Linked DNA regions of Acanthopagrus latus: region 2 is linked to region 1. A link is a contact called in public Hi-C data. All regions are on one chromosome and are shown on one strand. Each heading gives the region's core, a stretch centred on a gene start, on an enhancer-like site or on the middle of the called end of the contact. The rest is flanking DNA. Distances are from core to core; before and after follow the strand shown. Region 1 holds the start of zdhhc13 (putative palmitoyltransferase ZDHHC13). Region 2 holds the start of LOC119018713 (immunoglobulin superfamily containing leucine-rich repeat protein 2-like).

Region 1 (3,725 bases), core at 889-3,388:
GACTGTGAGAATGACCTCCATGTCCGTGGTGACAGCCCTGCAACAAATGGGCGCAGAGAAAACACAGATTTGCTCCAAAACGGTCCATAAGACATTCTTAAAATGGCAGAGAACAGGAGCTCAGACTCTGGGGGCCTGAAAGTTAAGTAGTAATCTGAGAAGAATATTGAATTTATTTGAGTGAGCCTGAGGAGAAGCAACATCGCAGCAACAAGCCTGGCCAAAAACCTCGACTGTATCTCTTCCCCTTTCTCTCCCTTCTCAATTCCTGCCATCTCTCACCTGTCTTTTATCTAAGTAACACTAAAATACCCAAAACACTTACATGCACGCATCAACTCCAGATGGCCAGTTATTTTAGATCTTAAACTATCAAGATTCCATTGGAAAAAAAACAGATTATTCCAAGACATCAAATACACAGTACGTCACTGTCTTCTGTCTCTTTTCTCCCCTGGAATGTGGAAAATGTCCATCGGGTTTTCAAACAGCTGGTGTAAGATTATCAAACTCTTCCACAGACCACATTCTCAACATTTTCCTCACTCACTGTGGTGACCTGGCTGTTTTCTCAGGTGAGGTACATTTTGTATTTATAAGGTGCCCTTGTGTAAAATAGCCATCAATGAGGTAAATAATGAACACAGCTAGAAAACATTTGGGTCTTTGTGCATAAGCTGTCGGGTTAGGCAATGTGACGATACCTTGAAATGATATTATGGATGGTCGGATGACATATAGATATAATATATAACAGTTTAAAGGGCCATGTTTTCTGTTTGATATGCTGTAAATTAGAGGGCGTTTGCTGTACTGGTCGCACCTTGTTATCAGCTGATACTGTCCTCTCACAGATATTTCAGTGTTGCAAGTATGTTCAGTCTGAAATGCACTGATATGAAAAATATTTTTTTGTAGAGAGGCAGAAAAAAACTTTTCAGGGTGAAAGATGTAATTAAAAAATTCCCAGTTTAAAGTTTCCTGTTTTAGAGCAATGATGTCATTTAGACAATACAGTTTAATGTCCAACCGTAAAATATCCTACGTCCATTACATGTCTTCATTACATTTGAGGGATCACTGCAAAAAATGTGTGCATTATGGGCCAACATGTCGATATAAGACTTTTATTTATTATTATTTTTACTCCTTATTTATCCCAAAATATTGACAGCCTGTGGGGCTCCACTCAAAATGACACATTTATAGCACACTGATGCTGTGTCTCCATGGGTTAGGGTGACTGGGTGCTTCTGCGAATTTCAAAGGAGTTTTTGCTGCCATGATGTGAATGAATGGGTTAATTTAGTATTTTGGGATGAACTACTCCTTTTAGCACCTGGTTGCTATATTCAATCCTCTGTTGATGCCGGTGATGACACGACCCGGGCAGCTAACGTTAGCCTTTCACTTAACAACATATGGCAAAAGCCAGCTGTCAGACTCCTGTGCTCAACTATTAACATTTAACTACTGACACGACACATGTGGATTTGGATGAACCCGACACATGTTGCTGACGACTCTCGTTCAAGGAAACTGCAACCGAGTTAAGCTCCGAGAGAGGATTACCTGCGGTTTCGTTATAATGGGCGAAGGTAAGAAAGGTAACCGCACAGTGACGGGGTCAGACACACGCTGGCTGTCAACGTAGCGTCATGTCAATCAGACTAATCGAACACACTCTCACTAACGTGCTCGTCCATACTTTTACATAAATACAATTAGCTGAATCTGACTGCTGAGGTTGGGGGTAAAGAGATTTAGCTAGCTAGTAGTTTCACTTCAGGTGACGAGCGGCGGGCTAGCTACGCCCACAGAAGCTAACAGCCCTCCAGACAGTTGATCAGCCCGTGTCGATCACCGAGGACAGGTTATTCCGCTTCACCGACGGGCTACAATTTAACATTAAGCTAGCTAGTTGATGCTAACAACGTGCTATGATAACACCGGGAAAACTACGCCAGACAAGTCTACGCCGGATGAAACAGTCACCTCGCAACACAGACGACAAGAGGAGCCGATAAACAGAATCCCACTTACACCATCGTCTTCATTCCAGTCCATCTTGTTGTGAAGGAACGAAGGCAAAGTTCCTGCAGCTGGACGGGCCAGAATCAACGTACAACTTCCGCAGTGTGATTTTCAGAATAAAGGCATTTGGTGGCGAAACTGCAGGAAGGCGTACTCACATAATTTTCCTGTCATTCTTAGCCATGGATGCAGGGAGTAAGAGTCAAGTAGCCGGCTATAACATTATGCCGAATCTACAGGAAGGCTCAAGTAAATAAGAATTTCTCCTTGACAGCGTTTCAGAAAGTTTAGAAAGTTTGCCCAAACTCAACACCTCCCAAATTGAGTGATTTTTTTTAAGGGAGTCTGGGTACTTTATCTCGCTCCTCACCTCCTTGCTGTTGCTGACTGTAGCTGATGTGGCTGCTTTGACCTATACTATCTTGGTGTTCAAGTCTGGCGTCTGCTGTAGTGTAAAGCGTTCTCAAAACGTTGTCAGTTATTGTCAGTAACAATCAGAAACATTTTATAATGCAAATTCAAATGAACACTAAAAACATTCATGATGTGCACCATTCACTATGATGTCGCTATAGGAATATGGCTAATGATAGTGATAGTGATAGTGAGACCTAGTTTTAAGCCTCTGAAACTCAATTTCCATACATTTAAATCAGATACTCACTCAGTTACTATTCATGTGTGACTGTGATTTTGACAGTGTATCCTAACTTTTACCCAAGCTTAATTTTTGGGTACTTTTTACTACACTGCAGGCATATTCCCTGGCTTAAGGAATGTTTGGGGGTTATTTCCTTACGCACAAATTCAGGAGGATCATAGTCAGAATTAGGATCAACTTTATCAGCCAAGTATTTGTGCACACATGCAAGGGGTTTAGGCCATACTGCTTTGAAAGCAGGGCTGTCAAATGTGAATGAAGCAACACAAAGCTTAACCTTAAAGCGAGATGGAATACATCATTTCATGTTTCATTGGAATTAAAGTGTGTTGTGTCGTTTTATTTTGAAGGCGAAAGCGTTGGACAGGAAATCGTGTTTCTGGCCATTTCTATTTCCTTGATGCATTTTCCTCTTCCTGAAAGTGACTGACTGTTTCACTCCCGCCTACAGGACGTTTTCCGCTTGTGCCTTCGTTATTCAACAGTAAAAACATATTGTAGAACACCCCAATGGAAATACATAGAAAACGCTTTTGTTTTGGTAGAAACACAACATGCATGTTCCCCGAAAACTGGGGAAACATGCTTTGATATCACAAGTTAAAATCAGTTGTATGAAATCAGCTTCTCGTGCCAGAGAGGTGTTTTTTTTTTCTTTCTTTCTTTGTTTTTTTTTGTTTTTTTTTTTACAGAAGCTTCACAGTTATCGATGTGACTTGTAATGCAACAGTTACATGGCCAGCAAATAAACCGAGTAACAAACAACTTTTTTTTTTCATCCAATGTTGTGTCACAGTCTTAACACATTTAACTCAGTACAGAATTACATTTTAGAACATCGCATGCAGTGAAAATCTTGTGTTGCACAAGATAAAATCACAGCATGGGTGACTGAGATGAAATCAGCTTCCTGTGCTGGGGAGGTGTTTTCTTTCTTTCTTTCTTTCTTTCTTTCTTTCTTTCTTTCTTTCTTTCTTTCTTTCTTTAACCACAGCTTGATGAGTGTCCTCAAGCTAAAACTGGACTAAAG
Region 2 (3,725 bases), core at 516-3,015, 170 kb after region 1:
ACAAAAGGAGTCATTTGCATAGGCCAGCCTCCTCTGCCTGGTGATAGGAGTCAGTCCCTGAGGTGAAGTTCGATGTGTCCAGCAGTAAGATAGCAGTGTTTCACAATATCGTCGCTCAGAGCTAGACACACAAATTGCTCTGCTGTTGGTTGTAAAAATCAACATAAGTGCCAATATTCTGTCCCAGCTACAGAAGAACAGAAGACACAGTGGTTGCGTTTCATTCATGACAACGTGCCGGCTGCACTTCTTGTGATAATGTGTGCTAACCACTTCACATCGGACTGCTTCAGTAACGAAGGCCAGTACAAAGCTGGCTTTGTCTCAACACTGACCCTTGTAAAACGATCAGTCCCAACCATACGGGACCAAGCAACTGTACCTGAGCCACAGGTAAGTGTCGCCGCGGTTTGATAGTATTTACAGTTGCCTACGAGTATGGTGAAGTCAGCTTGAAACTGGCTAACTAGTTAACTCCGCTTCGGTCCGCTCCGCAATGGTGTTTGAAGTGTGTTTAATGTTAATAATATTACGATGGAGCTTGGGTGTCACAGTAAAAAGCCTGGAAACATTTGCAGACTGGAGACAGAGACGATGTAAACAGTGTCCAAGAGTTTGGAGACTGTGTTTGAGACAAACACAACTTTGGCTTGCTGTTAGCCGTTAGCTACGTGGTGGTAAGTGTACCAACACATACGAACAAACTAACATTATTCAGACACACTAACCATTCTGACATGTCCTGCTGCAGAGTCTGTGCTTCTTCAGGAGCCTCTCCTTCTGGGTCCGATTCTGGGTCAAACTGGTATGGTTGATTGAAATCTCTACGATCCGCAATACAGATATATACATCCACCATAACAGTAGCGCATGATACCGCTAGCGTAAGAAGCATTGTCTTCCTGAGAGTGATGTAGCAGGCAAGTAGGCATTGACAGACGGAGCTCATTAGCATTTAAAGGTGCAGGCACAGAAACAGCGTGTTCTCAGGGGGGCTTGCGCAAGGCACAGGTCAGGTACTGGTAAACATAATGACATTTGATTTTGATGTTGACATGATTTTTTTAGGTTTAATATCACAGGCAAATGGCGAATTTAAGTTGTACACAGTGAAAGCACTACACCCTAAGTTATTTTGAAATCGATTGTTATTGTCATTACTGCTATTTGTATCATTTCTACAAGTCACCGTTTAAGTTGAGTGACTGAAATCCTCGTCATCCTATTCAAAGGCTGCAACAGGCAACTCATTGAACCAGGGTGAAGTTAGTTTCAGGTTGGATATTCGGCAGATATTCAGTCGGGTCCAGCCGCGACTTTACTGAGGTTCGCCCAGTGTCAGCAGCAGGAGGACGGTTAGCTCACCTCCCAGAGCAATAAAAAAAAATTTTCAAAAATCTCACCAGTAGGTGAGATTTAAAGGGTCATTTTTCAAAATTTTTGACAACCCAGTGTTGGCAAGTATGCTGACAGCTGTGTGAAACTGATGAAAAACAGTATATATGTATATGGGACCTTTAAGATATTAACACGTCTTGTTGTATGACATAAAATACATAATTACATGTACACAATTTAATATTGTGTTAACAAATGGCTGAATGAGACTACAGAAATTGTAGGACATTTTATGGTCATAATGCCGAACAGGGTGACTCATTTATTCACTGCAGTGTTTGCTTTTTTAGCCTAACAAAAATCCAATTCAAAACTCCCTTATGCTTTTGAACGAGGGAACATGGGCCATGCTAACGTCCGGGGTTAGCCTGTGAAAACATGTCATTGCTGCACCACTCTGTTGGACGGACCTTACATGCTACTTAGCAACAGGAGGTAAACTAGTATGATCAGCTCATTTAGCCCCTTGGCTAAGCTGTTACTCCCAAAGCTATTTTTATTTCAGCACAAGTCAAAGGCAATAGCATCGTGTGCAGCTGACAAACAGTAAATATCATTTAACTGCATGTTAAACAACAAAACTAGCAAGCTAACTGGCCTTCCAGCTAGCACTGTTCTGTCCTGTCCAAAGTACTAGCTAGCTAGCTAACGTTAGCAGTTACTCTGGTGATATACTGCCCCCTATCTGTTTGAAGTATGAATTTGACAGGTGGCCAAGTCTTTACATATTGTACCTTTTAAGTTTGTAATGTGTTCACTCTTGATAGTGATGGGACTTTGTGAGTTTGAATTTAGCTGCTTTACTTCTTTTAGCTTTTATTGTTCCTATCTGTGTAGGCTTCGGCCATGGTCTCCTGCAGGCTGAAGTGAAGGTGGTTTTCCCTTTAAAACATTTTTGGAACGTCGACGCTGTGAGGAGAGAAGAGGACGACGAGGGGAGGAGGGGGAGATAACTCAGTATGACATACATTCACAGGCAGGAGAGACCCAGAGACGGATGCGCGTGTTTTCATCATGTAAGATCAGACAGAGACAGCCAGACAGACGGACGGACGGACGGACTCAGTTTCCACCTTCAAACTTCAGAACAGTCTGTGCGCTTTGACTGCAAACACCTCGGGTCGATCTACAGAGATATAAACACATAAACGCAGGTAAGCCGGTCCTCTACGCAGAGGTGAGGGGGGATCCTCTTTCCTCATTAATGTTTCATCGCGACCCTGCGTCGAGGTCTCACTGCGGGGACGAACTTCGCTCCCGCAGCGTCACGTTACACCGACAGTCCTCCCCGTCACGCAGCAGGTAGCTGCACAGAAACACGGCTGATCCAGAGGTTTGCGGATCGGAGCTGCTGTAAACAAACAGCTGACGCGCCGCTGCCTTTCAGCACCAAGGACAGAGCTGCTGCGTAGTTTCAGCCCAGTCGCTCCTGCCGGTGACTCACATGCGGCTGCTTCACATTACCAACCCTGCCTAATTACAGTTCTTCAGACAGCACCTTGAAGGCTTCGAGGCGACAACATCGAGCCAGATAGGATGAGCGGTGAAACTGCTTTTTTCTTTTCTTCTTCTTCTTCCTCTGTTTTTTCCAGACACCACAGGCTCATTTATATTCTCTGTTCAGACGCAAATCCACCTCAACTCACAGTTTATGCAGCTGGCTTGTCACTATGTAGCATCTGTCCTAAAAGTGTCATTTTAAGATGAGACCCTGCATGTGAAAACACCCTTGTTTTTTTCATGCTCTGGTCAGACAGTCCAGCATTTTGGGCCATAACGTTTTTCTTCCAGACTGCAGTGAGAGGTAAACATGTAGGTGTTTGTTTGTCCGTCATATTTCTCGAATGGACATTTATGTATGTCTCATTAGATCATTTTTGCATTCGCGACCTTAACATGTTAGAAAGCTCGGCTTCATTGTCTCTCCTGGACAACAGAAGCATGCTGAGGTCTGAGAAAGATATTTCAAGTCAGTTTTATTCATGCACCCCAAAATCACTGAAGATGCATCACAAAATTAGTCTCCTAAACAACTGAAGAAGACGGGGTCTCCAGTGTAATCCAAGTCACTAGAAGCCTTGAGATCCCTAACTGATTTACAAAGACATTTTGTACTCTTTATTGTAGACGGTGAGTTGAAAGCACGAGCACTCAAGTGGTTGCACGAACTCGACCGCACACCAAGGGTGTAAAAAAAAACATCTTTGGGCGCTTGGGGCTTCCAGAGAGTGGGGTTATGTTGGATAAGCTGTAAAGAGCCAGTTTATTTTTGTTTCACTTATGTTATACTTTAAAACAAGTCTCAATCTACTGTTGTTGGGTAGATG

The links. A called contact is a pair of places that touch in the nucleus more often than the background predicts.
Region 2: a contact with region 1 is called in a Hi-C map of muscle, with 4 times the contacts expected there. The contact joins the promoter of LOC119018713 here to the promoter of zdhhc13 in region 1. A contact is called at or near these places in 2 of 4 Hi-C or Micro-C datasets (both in muscle).

The regions. Positions count from the first base shown.
Region 1 is chr4:14,152,587-14,156,311 of fAcaLat1.1, forward strand. zdhhc13 (putative palmitoyltransferase ZDHHC13) reads right to left here and starts at 2,139. Exons shown (of 17, transcript XM_037096439.1): 1 at 2,044-2,139; 2 at 1-37. The coding sequence starts at 2,067.
Region 2 is chr4:14,323,122-14,326,846 of fAcaLat1.1, forward strand. LOC119018713 (immunoglobulin superfamily containing leucine-rich repeat protein 2-like) reads left to right here and starts at 1,766. Exons shown (of 3, transcript XM_037096592.1): 1 at 1,766-1,833; 2 at 2,375-2,552.